3 separate regions of the Sus scrofa genome follow, and all the other regions are linked to region 3. Evidence: chromatin contacts called from public Hi-C and HiChIP or PLAC-seq data. All regions are on one chromosome and are shown on one strand. Each heading gives the region's core, a stretch centred on a gene start, on an enhancer-like site or on the middle of the called end of the contact. The rest is flanking DNA. Distances are from core to core; before and after follow the strand shown. Region 1 holds the start of OSCP1 (protein OSCP1). Region 2 holds the start of CSF3R (granulocyte colony-stimulating factor receptor). Region 3 holds the start of CDCA8 (borealin).

The links. Hi-C and Micro-C count contacts between places; a contact is called where the count stands out from the background. HiChIP or PLAC-seq counts read pairs in DNA pulled down with a chosen protein or histone mark.
Region 1: a Hi-C map of embryonic fibroblasts shows a contact between it and region 3, with 2.3 times the contacts expected there. The contact joins the promoter of OSCP1 here to the promoter of CDCA8 in region 3. A contact is called at or near these places in 2 of 47 Hi-C or Micro-C datasets (embryonic fibroblasts and heart right ventricle).
Region 2: an H3K27ac HiChIP or PLAC-seq map of alveolar macrophages shows a contact between it and region 3. The contact joins the promoter of CSF3R here to the promoter of CDCA8 in region 3. A contact is called at or near these places in 1 of 5 promoter capture datasets (fetal skeletal muscle) and 1 of 2 datasets of contacts at active chromatin or transcription factors (alveolar macrophages).

Annotation. Positions count from the first base shown.
Region 1 is chr6:92,535,846-92,539,328 of Sscrofa11.1, forward strand. It overlaps OSCP1 (protein OSCP1), which reads right to left and starts at 1,681. Exons shown (of 11, transcript XM_021095954.1): 1 at 1,452-1,681. The coding sequence starts at 1,563.
Region 2 is chr6:92,564,517-92,567,935 of Sscrofa11.1, forward strand. It overlaps CSF3R (granulocyte colony-stimulating factor receptor), which reads right to left and starts at 1,281. Exons shown (of 17, transcript XM_021095950.1): 1 at 898-1,281. All of the region lies in intron 1 of LOC102167570 (a long non-coding RNA gene), which reads left to right.
Region 3 is chr6:93,748,213-93,752,034 of Sscrofa11.1, forward strand. CDCA8 (borealin) reads left to right here and starts at 2,482. Exons shown (of 11, transcript XM_021095971.1): 1 at 2,482-2,632; 2 at 2,794-2,906; 3 at 3,045-3,173. The coding sequence starts at 2,810. It overlaps C6H1orf109, which reads right to left and starts at 2,384. Exons shown (of 5, transcript XM_021095972.1): 1 at 2,085-2,384; 2 at 1,632-1,909. The coding sequence starts at 1,906.

The DNA of each region.
Region 1 (3,483 bases), core at 431-2,930, 1.2 Mb before region 3:
GGGGAGACAGACACAGATACAGACCGAGTCAGTATAATATGGCCAGTGATCAGGTGGAGAGGGGCATGCATAGGGTGCCTCGGGAGTATGTGCAGGCCCTTTCTCCACGTGGTGATGAGCAGGAGATGATTCTTAAGCTGGATAATGCAGCATGGAAGGGGAATGACTAGCATGGACATGGGAGGTTTGGGGTAGAATGGGAATTACTAGCATGGAAACACGAATGAACATGCTTTTAATGGAGACCCACAAGCAGTTTGGTGTTAAGATACACAGTAGGAGGCAGGCAGTGGTGGAAAGTGGGACAGCAGAGGCGGACAGAGGTCAGATTAGGAAGGGCCCTGAGATGGCCTGCCAAGGACTTGGCCTCCATTCCGACAGCAGTGGAGAGCTGACAAGGAGTTTCAAGGGGCAGGGAGTAAGGACAGATTTGCATTTTAGAAAGCTCACTGGCAGCAGTATACAGAATGAATGAAGGGGGTATGCTACTGGGAGTTCCTTTTATCTCTTTATGCATGGACTTGGACTCCACTGCACAGATACAATAGTGAATATCTGAATATGTATGCTTATCCTATGAATATGTTATGTTTAACATCAATTGAGCATACACAGACTGTTGGGGAGAATAAATGTTTTAATTAGCAGTCATGACAGTTAACTTCACGTCAACCTTTCTTCCTCTACCTTGAAATATACCTCCTTCATACTTAATCCCAGACACTTGGGGAAAGCAGTTGTTGGTTGAGAAGGCGGGGAAAGAGGGAGAGAAAGAGGGTGGCAGAGAGTTGTGGGTGGCCCTTTCGCCAGGGATTAGATGTGGTGTTTACAGGCGAGAGATTTTGCATTTTAGAAACTCTTCTATCATTATTTCCACAACTGCATTCTCTTCAAACAGTTGTGAAGGGAAAAGAAAGACCTATAACTTTCTTATATTTTATTTCTCTATGTTATTTCAGAACCTCACCTTTCTAGAAATAGCTTCTGAACTTAGCAAGACTGGCTTCCAGTTTATGAAGGAGGATACCACACAGGGGAATGGAGACACAGAAGGTTCCCTCGGGGGACAGAGGATGCCTTGACTAGCAGAGTGTGTCGCCAGGTGGAGGGCCGCTGGGACTCCCACATTCGGGAGAGGTCGGTTGTCAAGAGAGATTGTGAAAGCATCTCCAATTTGAGGGGATGGGTAAATGGGGGTCCAGGTACCCTAATAATATCAAATGGGGGTATTACCTTTCTCTGTGGTGAAACGATCTTTTGGGGACTTTGCTCCTCGGGGGCTCCGCCTGGATGGGGCTGTGGGTTGTGAAAGAGGTCCCTGGCTGCTTGCAGGGGTGTTGGTCAGTCTGTAAAGGGGCCTGGCTGCGGAGGTCTGGCTGCGGGGGCCAGGGAGGCTTTGAGGGGCCGGGCTGCGGGGCGTGGGGTGGCTGTGCCGGCGGGGCGCCTCTCACCTTTCCGGGCCTTGTCTCCCGGGATGTTCTGGGCCCGCAGCCTATGGTCCAGGATGTAAAGCATCTCCCCGCCCAAGTTCAAGAAGAGCAGCGGTAGCGTCCGCAAGGACATGGTGCGGAAAGCGAGCGCGGCTGGTACAGAGCCCAGAGGTTCGGAAGCCAGAGGCCTGGAGGCCGCGTAGCTGCGTCCCCGAAGCCTGGTTGCTAGGCAACGCGGTTGGTGGCAAAGAAGACCAATCATCAGGCCTCTTGTTGGGAGGCGCCAGGGGGCGAGCGCGTATTGGGCGGAGCGGCGGAGACGTACAGGGTGGATTGGTCGGGGCAGGAGGTGCGGGCGCTGTGGGACTCGGTCTGGGAACGCAAGGTTTGTTTTTTGCCCGGGATGGGCAGGGACGCGGCTAGGCTGGCGGCCCGGCTCTTTTCACGCGGCCACCCTCACCCTGCGGGGCCACGTGGGCACATGATCCTGAACGAGGAAAACCTACCAAAAACTCCTTTAGAGCAGACTCCGGGTAGACAGACTTGAGTTTGAATCCAGCTCTGCAGTTTCCTAGCTGTGTGACTTGGGGTAGGTATTTTGAACCTGGGCTTCAGTCATAGGGCACATGGAGGGGACAGACCTCCCAGGGTGGAAGAATCAGTGAGATCATGCCAAATGCCACGAAAGTACTCCATAAAATAGTGACTGACTTTTCCTTTAGGTGGGGGAAGGGCCACAAGTCCTCGAATTATTTGCATTTCCTCCCTAAAAGTTACTTAGAGTGAAGCCCCTCCTCGTGAAGCAAACCAGGCCTGTACAAGTCTGCCTCGCTCCGGAGGGCTGGGGGCTCTCCAAAGTCCCCTCACACTATTAGGCAGGCCTGCCACCCCACTTCTCTGCTTTGAGGGCAGTGACCACATACTTCACCCCCATCCTGAGCGCCGGGATCACCTTCTCCTCACCATTTTCTTTTTTTTATTTTTATTTTTTAAGGGCCGCACCCGCGGCATGTGGTGGCTCCCAGGATAGGGGTCCAATATGTGCTGTAGCTGCCAGCCTACGCCACAGCCACAGCAACTCCACGGGAACACCGGATCCTCAACCCACTGAGCGAGGCCAGGGATTGAACCGCAACCTCATGGTTCCTAGTCAGATTTGTTTCTGCTGCTCCACGAGGGGAACTCCCTCATCACCATTTTTTAGTTTGGTGAGCAACCATTTCTGTAAATTTCAATACTTCTAAGACCTAACCACCCTCCCCTCCTGACACTCAGGCGTGAAACCTGAGCCTTGGCTTCCAACTTCCTCCTCTCCCACGAAATTCTCACATTTATCACTGCATTTCTCTCTGTCTGCATTACTATATTTCACCATATAAACGCCATTATTGACTGCTCTTTTTTCTTCTCCACAGGCCTGGCTGGCCAAATTTCTGAACTTTCAGTATGATAAATCCTTTCAGTATGTTAGGCAGATCACTGGCAAAATGCCATTGTAAGGCATTCAAGTCTGTCCACTTTGGCTCTGCCTTTCTAGAGACATCTTCTGCCCTCCCCAAATGCCCCCAGTCCAGCTGAACTCAGCTCATCAGTCATCCCCTCTTCCTCCTAACCATACCCACCGCTGGAAAGTCTTGCCTAAGGCATACCGTGCTCAAGTCCTTCCTGCACCTTCTGGGGTCTGTTTTCCTTCCTTTTCTGAGTTTTAAAAAGAGGAGTCTACACACACAACCTGGATTTCCCTAACATCCTCATTCCCCTACTCACTGTAACTCGATGCAGCTCTCTCCACTTCACTGAAACTGCTTCACCCTAAAGGCTTTTTGGACCTTAACTGACATTTCAGCATTGGATACTATACAGTAATTGACAGCTAGCAGCCTAAGGCTTTCATTTGCCCTTGCCTTGGCCTGTCCACTGTGTTATAAGGGAATATAACTAGGATGGGAAGGTAACAAGCAGCTTAGCATCATGATCTCACACCTGGCCTTCATGCTATCTGCCTGGCTGCCAAAAGAATTTGAGTTTCCTGCAGCATAGACTCTTCCCAGAG
Region 2 (3,419 bases), core at 31-2,530, 1.2 Mb before region 3:
TGGACTCTTTCTGAGTCCCAGCCCACCTTGCTGTCCCCTGGGGTCACTGCATCACCGCCTCCTCCCTTCTGCTTTCCTCCCCTCCCCCTCTCCAGGGCACACCCCCCCTCCCCTGTTCTTTCTACACCCCTTTTCATGGAGATTCTTTCTCTGTGAAGAGGGCTAGTGGGAGGAGGGGGCCGGGAATGAACAAAGGGAGGACTTCCAGATGTAGTTCACAGGGAGAGAGACAGGCAGTAAAAAGTTAAGTGGGATACGCAGATTGAAAGGATGGAGAGGGACTCTCGGAGATGAAGACGGAGGCAGCAGAGAGGAAAGAGCCTGAGACACAAGATACACAGAGACTGAGGCACTTGGGGGCCGAGGAGCAAGAGATACTCAAGGGAGTTTAAGGTCTAAGAGACAAAGGGAACTGTGAGAAACACAAAGAGAGGCCCAGAGAGACTCTGAGACAGACATGAGACGCTGGGAGCCACGACAAGCCATGGAGGGGCTGGGAAGGAAAGAGGGACGGAGAGTGAAATTGACAGGGATGGAGAGAGATGGCTTAAGACACAGGTTCTGAGAGCGGAGTTTCAAGAGGGATGGTGGTTATGCTCCGTCCAGAGTCCAGCCCTTCCTTGAGCCCAGCTCAGGGTCCCCCAAAAGGTATTTGTCAGTTTGTGACTTCCCCAACACCCCACCACCACCCTCCCCACACAGAGTAGAGGCTCCCTGGGAAAAGAGACTCAGTGTCCAGGGCTCCTGGGTCAGAGAGACAAACCCCAAAGCAGGAGCTCTGGTCCCAGGCCTAGGCCCCCTGCATCCCTGCACTTGGTAAAGCTGGGGGAGTGGACCTGGGACTCCAGGGCCCCATCAAACCCAAGATCCAGCCCTCCCCGGGGTTCCCCTACTCACGCTGGAGCCTGCGGCTGGCCGGCTGGGCGCCTGCCTGGCCTCGCTGGTCTCTGCTCTCCTCTTCAAGGCAAGTTCCTGAAAACAGCCGCAGCACCACTTCTCTCCCCAGCCCTGTCGTTAATAGCTCGGCCTCTGACAGGCTCAGGGGCTGTGGATTGCAACACCTGCCCAGCCTCCTTCCCTCCCTTGCATTGTCGATGCTGGCGCGGGCAGCCCCTTCCTCCCAGGAAGGAGCCTGGGAGGGAAGCTGGTGAGGCCCGGGTAGCCTTCCTGCCTTGGGGGTCTCAAAGGGGCTGAGGGATGTGGCAACGTGGTCCCCCTCCTCTGCCTCCGGATTTCCTGACCTCAAAGCTTTGAGGCCAGCAGGGCCCAGGGTCTGACCCGGCTGGGTGCCATCCCCATGACCCCCATTCTAGGGTGGCATCTCTTGGAGACACACCCTGGCTTGAAGGCTCCCTCAGTCCTAAGCCTCTTTTTTTTTTTTTTCCCGCTTTTTAGGGCCGCACCTGCAGCATGTGGAAGTTCCCAGGCTGGGAGTTGAATTAGAGCTACAGCTCCCAGCCTACACCACAGCCACAACGACATGGGATCTGAGTCATGTCTGTGACCTCCACCACAGCTCACAGCAACACTGGATCCTTAACCCACTGAGTGGGACCAGGGATTGAACCTGCATCCTTCTGGGTACTAGTCGGGTTCGTTACCACTGAGCCACCGTGGGAACTCCCTAAGCCTCTTTTTGGCACTGGCCTTGGGGCCCTGATCCTTCCAATATGCAGGGGCGTGGCCTCCAGGTTACAGGGAATTTTGTAGGGCAGACCTTCTTCCATATCCCCACTTCCCTACGTGATCCCCACCGTTGCCCAAAGGCCAGGCAGACAGAAATGCAGACTCAGGACAAGGCAGGGGGTCCCCTGTGAGGCTCCGATCTTCGTAAGCTCCCTGGAAATGAGTAATGTTTATTCCTGGTGATTCTGCTAAACTGAATATGTTCTCATTGAGTGAAATGGACTCCCTTTTATGTCTTTCATGGTCTGTGTCCACGATTCCCCTGCCATTGTTTACAAATAATCTGTGCTTTTTTTTTTTCTGAAGAGGCTTCAGGCTGTTCACCGTTTATTGGATTTATGACCCAAGAAAGGTTAGGTACCAACAGACTAGCAGAGTGTCCATAACATATGATCCTTTTCAGAAAAAGCGGGCTTCTGAGTTTGTTGTGATGGGGCAGACCTGGGCTCCAGTTCTGGTTCCAGTTCGAAATAGCCAACTGGGTGCAGCAACATCCCTCAGGTGTCCCACAGGCCTTGCTCAGCAAATCACATTGACTCTGCTTTTCAAAATAGAACTGGAATCCTGGGTGGACAGGTAGTCGCTGTAAAGTTCAGCTTGGCCATTTGTTTGAGTATTTTCCCGATGAAAAGTTGGAGAATAGAAATATCATGTAACCCTGTTTACCCGCCAGCCCTAAGCCATCCTTTCTCTTACCCGGATCATTGGAATGGCCCCCTCCCTGGTCTCCCACTTTTGTTATCCTCATCCTGTCTATCGTTCCTCCAACGGCCAGTGGGATATTGATCAGACAGAAACCAGTTCATGTCATCATCTGCCCTAAACTCCCCGTGGCTCTCATCTCACTCAGAGTCAAAGTTGAAGCCCTTTCAGTGACCTACAAAGCCCCACTCAAGCCCCATTCCCTTCCTGGCCTCCCTCCCCCTTGCTGCTTGGCTCCAGCCATCTGTTTCCCTCATTATTTCTTGGACTTGTAAGGCCCCCTCCTGCCTCAGGGCCTTTGCACTTGCCATTTCCTCTGCTTGCACTCTTTTCCCCCAAATAACTGCATGGTTCACTCCCTCCCCTTCTTGAGGTTTTTGCCCAGATGTTGCTTTCTCATTGAGGCCTTCTCTGGCCACCCTTAAAAAAAAATTGCAACCACCCTCTACCCAGCTCTCTTTCCCCCATAACCCTTTTCGCTGTGGGACACTGGCTGTCCCTGGCCCCACCTCCCACTTTGAATGGAAGCTCCATGAGGGTGAGGGTTTTAGTCTGTTTTGTTTAAAACTTTATTTCCAGTGTCTTCAACACTCTCTGTCCCCTATCGAGCCCTCAAGACATATATATATGTATATATATATATATATATATATATATATTTTTTTTTTTTTTTTTTTTTTTTTTTTTTTTTTGCTTTTTAAGGCTGCACCCTCAGCATGTGAAGGTTCCCAGGCTAGGGGTCGAATCGGAGCTGCCAGCCTACACCACAGCCACAGCAACACCAGATTTGAGCCACGTCGGTGACCTACACCACAGCTCACAGCAACGCCAGATCCTTAACCCACTGAGCAAGGCCAGGGATTGAACCTGCAACCTCATGATTCCTAGTCAGATTCGTTTCTGCTGCGCCACAACAGGCACTCCTGAAGACCTATTTCTTGGATGAAAGATGCAGTGGATGCATCTTCCTCCCACTTCATCATACTTGTCCCCAAACCCTGTGTACCTTGTCTCGGCAAATTATACCACCA
Region 3 (3,822 bases), core at 1,232-3,731:
TTCCTGGTGGTTCAGTGATGTCTCTGCTGTGGCTCTGGTTACTGCTATGGCTTGAGTTTGATCCCTGGCCCAGGAACTTTTTCATGCCGTGGGTGCGGTCAAAAAAAAAAAAAAAAAAAAAAAGATTTAAAATAACAGTCCATACCCACATACAAATATGTAATCAATTGAAATAAAAGGTCACTATATTAGAATGTACCATGACAAAACTTAATTGACTGTCTATCTCTTTTAATCAACCAAAGAACTTAAGTCTGGTTTATTGTAGACCCAGCACCCTGTGCTTGGCATCCCATAGGTTTCTTTCTTTTTTTTTTTTTTTTTCTATTTCTTGGGCCACTTCCGCGGCATATGGAGATTCCCAGGCTAGGGGTCTAATCGGAGCCGTAGCCACCAGCCTACGCCAGAGCCACAGCAACGCCGGATCCGAGCCGTCTGCAACCTATACCACAGCTCACGGCAACGCCGGATCATTAACCCACTGAGCAAGGGCAGGGACTGAACCCGCAACCCCATGGTTCCTAGTCGGATTCATTAACCACTGCGCCACGACGGGAACTCCCCATAGGTTTCTTTTCTTTACTTTTTTTTTTTTTTTTTCTCTCTCTTTACAGCCGCACCTGTGGCATGTGGAAGTTCCTGGGCCGGAGGTCAAATCAAAGCTGCAGCTGAGGCCTATGCCAAAGCCATGGCAACACCAGCTGCATCTGTGACCGACACTGCATCTTACAGCAATGCTGGATCCTTAACCCCCCGAGTGAGGCCAGGGATTGAACTCACATCCTCACAGAGACAACACTGGGTCCTTAATCCACTGAGTCACAACAGGAACTCTCCTATAGGCTGTTAATAAAATTTTTTTTAAACAAATGAATACCAAGAAGGCACTCATCTTTGACAGTCTCCTATTAGTTAACAGCACAGACTCTATACACTAGAACCTTCTTTTGTCCTGGTCAAGGAAAGGCCATAAGTTCCCTGTCTCTCCTCTATCCTCAATTACCTATAACTCGAAGCCAGAGAGTCTAACACTAGGCATAACGAGAGCTTAGAGGGGTACCACTCCTGGCACAGACACACCAATGTACAGCAGAACAAAGTAGTGGTTAAGAGCTCCGGCCTTGGTGTCAGATACACTTGGATGAGAATCCCAGCTTTACCATTTACTAATTGCAGGACCACAGGCAATCTGCTTGGGCCTCAGCTGCCTCACCGGAAAAATGAGATTAAGTGAGGTTAAGTCATAGAGGTGCAGAAAAGATTTTACGGATAATGGACGTAAAACCCTCAGCTCTGGCACCCACTAAGTTTATAGTACAGCTCTTTGCTGCTTTTTACCAAAGAAAAACTTACAGAGGAGGGCTAATAAGCTTTCTCCACTGTTTTTCTGTTCTGCTTTGGTAACTTTTACGAAGTCCACCATTGCCACCCCTAGCCTGACAAAAGAAATGTCAGAAAGTGGCTTTTTGACAGAGGTCCCATTGCAACAGATGAAAAGCACGTAAGGTTGACACATCCCCAAATACAAAGCTCTCAAGTAAGGAGAAAAACATCCTTCTAACTGATCCTAGTTTTCTAAACACCTAGCTTTAAAATCTTTCCACCAAGAACAGAGCCACTAAACCTCTTACAGCCTCTCCTCTAGCTTGTCCAGGACAATGTCACCAGCCGCCAGCTGCTTGCGTCTCAGCCGCTCCTGTAAGTCTGGGAAGGCCCGAAGTGCCGGCACATCTTCAAATCGCAGATTTTGTGCGGCCTGCAGCTGCTCTGCCAGGTTACTGAGGGAGGCCAGGAGCGGCGGGCAGTCCTTAAGAACGCTCTGCCACAGGCCTTGCTGCTCCTCCACCACGAGAAAGCACTTCCTTAGGGCCTCCTGCACGGCAAGCAAAGGCCCAACTTGAGTCATCTTCTGTGGGAGGAAAAAAAAAAAAAAGACACAGCCCTAGAGTCCCAAGTCGGTAGGGGAAGTACCAAGTCGGTAGGAGTTATTTCCGTTCTCAAGTGAGGTCCAGCTAACCCAGGGTTTCCTCAGGTAGCTGTCTATCCCTCCCGACGGGAGTTTCTAGAGTGAGGGGTTGTCTTACCTTTACACAGGCTCTCGGAAGGCAGGACCCTTATTTCCCACCTCGGGAAAGATTTCTTGACTATTCCTCGCAGGAGGCTCATCCGGCTTCGGGTAGTTTTCTGTTTCAGACTGTGGGTTTCCCGGGCCGTCTCGAGTTTCCTGAACCCGAACCTTGTCTCCTCTCCATGAAGTTACGGCTCGCCTTCCCTAAACCAGCGGCAAAAGTTAAAGCTAAGGCAGTTAAAGTCTGAGGACCTCTCTAGGCCCTCAAGAGCCTTAGGGACTCTCTTTGCGCATGCCCCAACGTGGCTACAGAGTCGCGAAAATATGCCGTCAAACTGCAATGACTTCTGGGTGCTGTAGTCCTGCGTGTGAATTGACTGGCCGATCGCAGAGCGTCCCTGCGATTGGCTGTTGTGGGACCCTCTAAGACGGCGGCTTCTCATTGGTCAGCTTGTGGCAGTTTGAATTTGGTGGCGGCGGTCGCACGTCCGGTTAGTCCCGGAGCCGCTCCCTCTCAGCTGAAGCAGCCAGGGTTTTCTCAGCCCCTATTACCGGGGCCCACAGGTGAGTGCCTCGCGAATCGTTTATGCTCATGCCGGGAAGGGCAGGGGTCCCCTTCCAACCCCCCTGGGGTGTCCTCCGCCCTCTCCTGCTCCTTCGCGGCCCCCTTTCCCTCCCTTTCTCCGCCGCTGACACCCTTTGGCTTGGCCCCTCTCTCCCCGCAGTCTCCAGCGAAGTGCCATGGCTCCGGCTAGGAAAGGCGGCAGTCGGGTGGCCAAGAACAACTCGCTACGGAGCCGAAAGCTCGCTTCCTTTCTTAAAGACTTCGACCGTGAAGGTAAGGGGCGGAGCCCGGGAGGTCGCTGGCATCTGGGACAATCGCGGGGTGCTGGCGGGTTGGGGCGCAGGCCGCACGGATTCCAGGCCCCGTTTGCCCACTGGTGACCCACGTCTTGTCCGCTCTGCCCTCTTGCAGTGCAAATACGATCCAAGCAAATTCAGTCAGACAGGCAGAACCTCCTCAAGGAGATGGATAACCTGTACAACATCGAGATCCTGCGACTCCCCAAGGCACTGCGCGAGATGAACTGGCTCGAGTACTTCGGTAAGAGCTGCTAGAGTTTCCCCAGGCCTCGACCTGGAGCCCTTCTGTGGTTCCAATGACAGCCTTCATCTTCATCCTGAAGTCGTCCAAGATCCCTGTAGGAAACTGCAACCTTACCCATCCCCACTCTGTCTCACTGCCTTGCTTTATTTTTCTCCTTTGCTTTTAACCTCATCTACTTGTGCAGGTAGGCAAACAAACATTTTCTCTACAGAATCGGGTAGTAAATATTTTAGGCTTTATGGGCCAAATGGTTCTCATTGAAAACTACTCATCTCTGCTGTGATAGTTCCGAAACAGCTGTAATGAATGGGCACAGCTGTATTCCAATAAACATGTATTTATGGACATACTAAAATGTGGATTCACATTATAAGATTTTTTTTTTTTGATCCAACCATTTAAAAACAAACAAATGAATAACTTGGTCTGTTACCAGAGCTCAGGTGGAAGGATAACCCCAAGCAGGTCCTTCTGCTTATGGAAATTGCCAGTTTTAAAATGGGCAGATCAGGGAGTTCCCACTGTGGCTCAGTGGTAACGAATCTGACTAGTATCCATGAGGATGCAGTTTGGATCCCTGGCCCCACTCAGTGGGTTAAGGATTGGTGTTGCCATGAGCTGTGGTGTAGGTTGAAGACAGGACTCA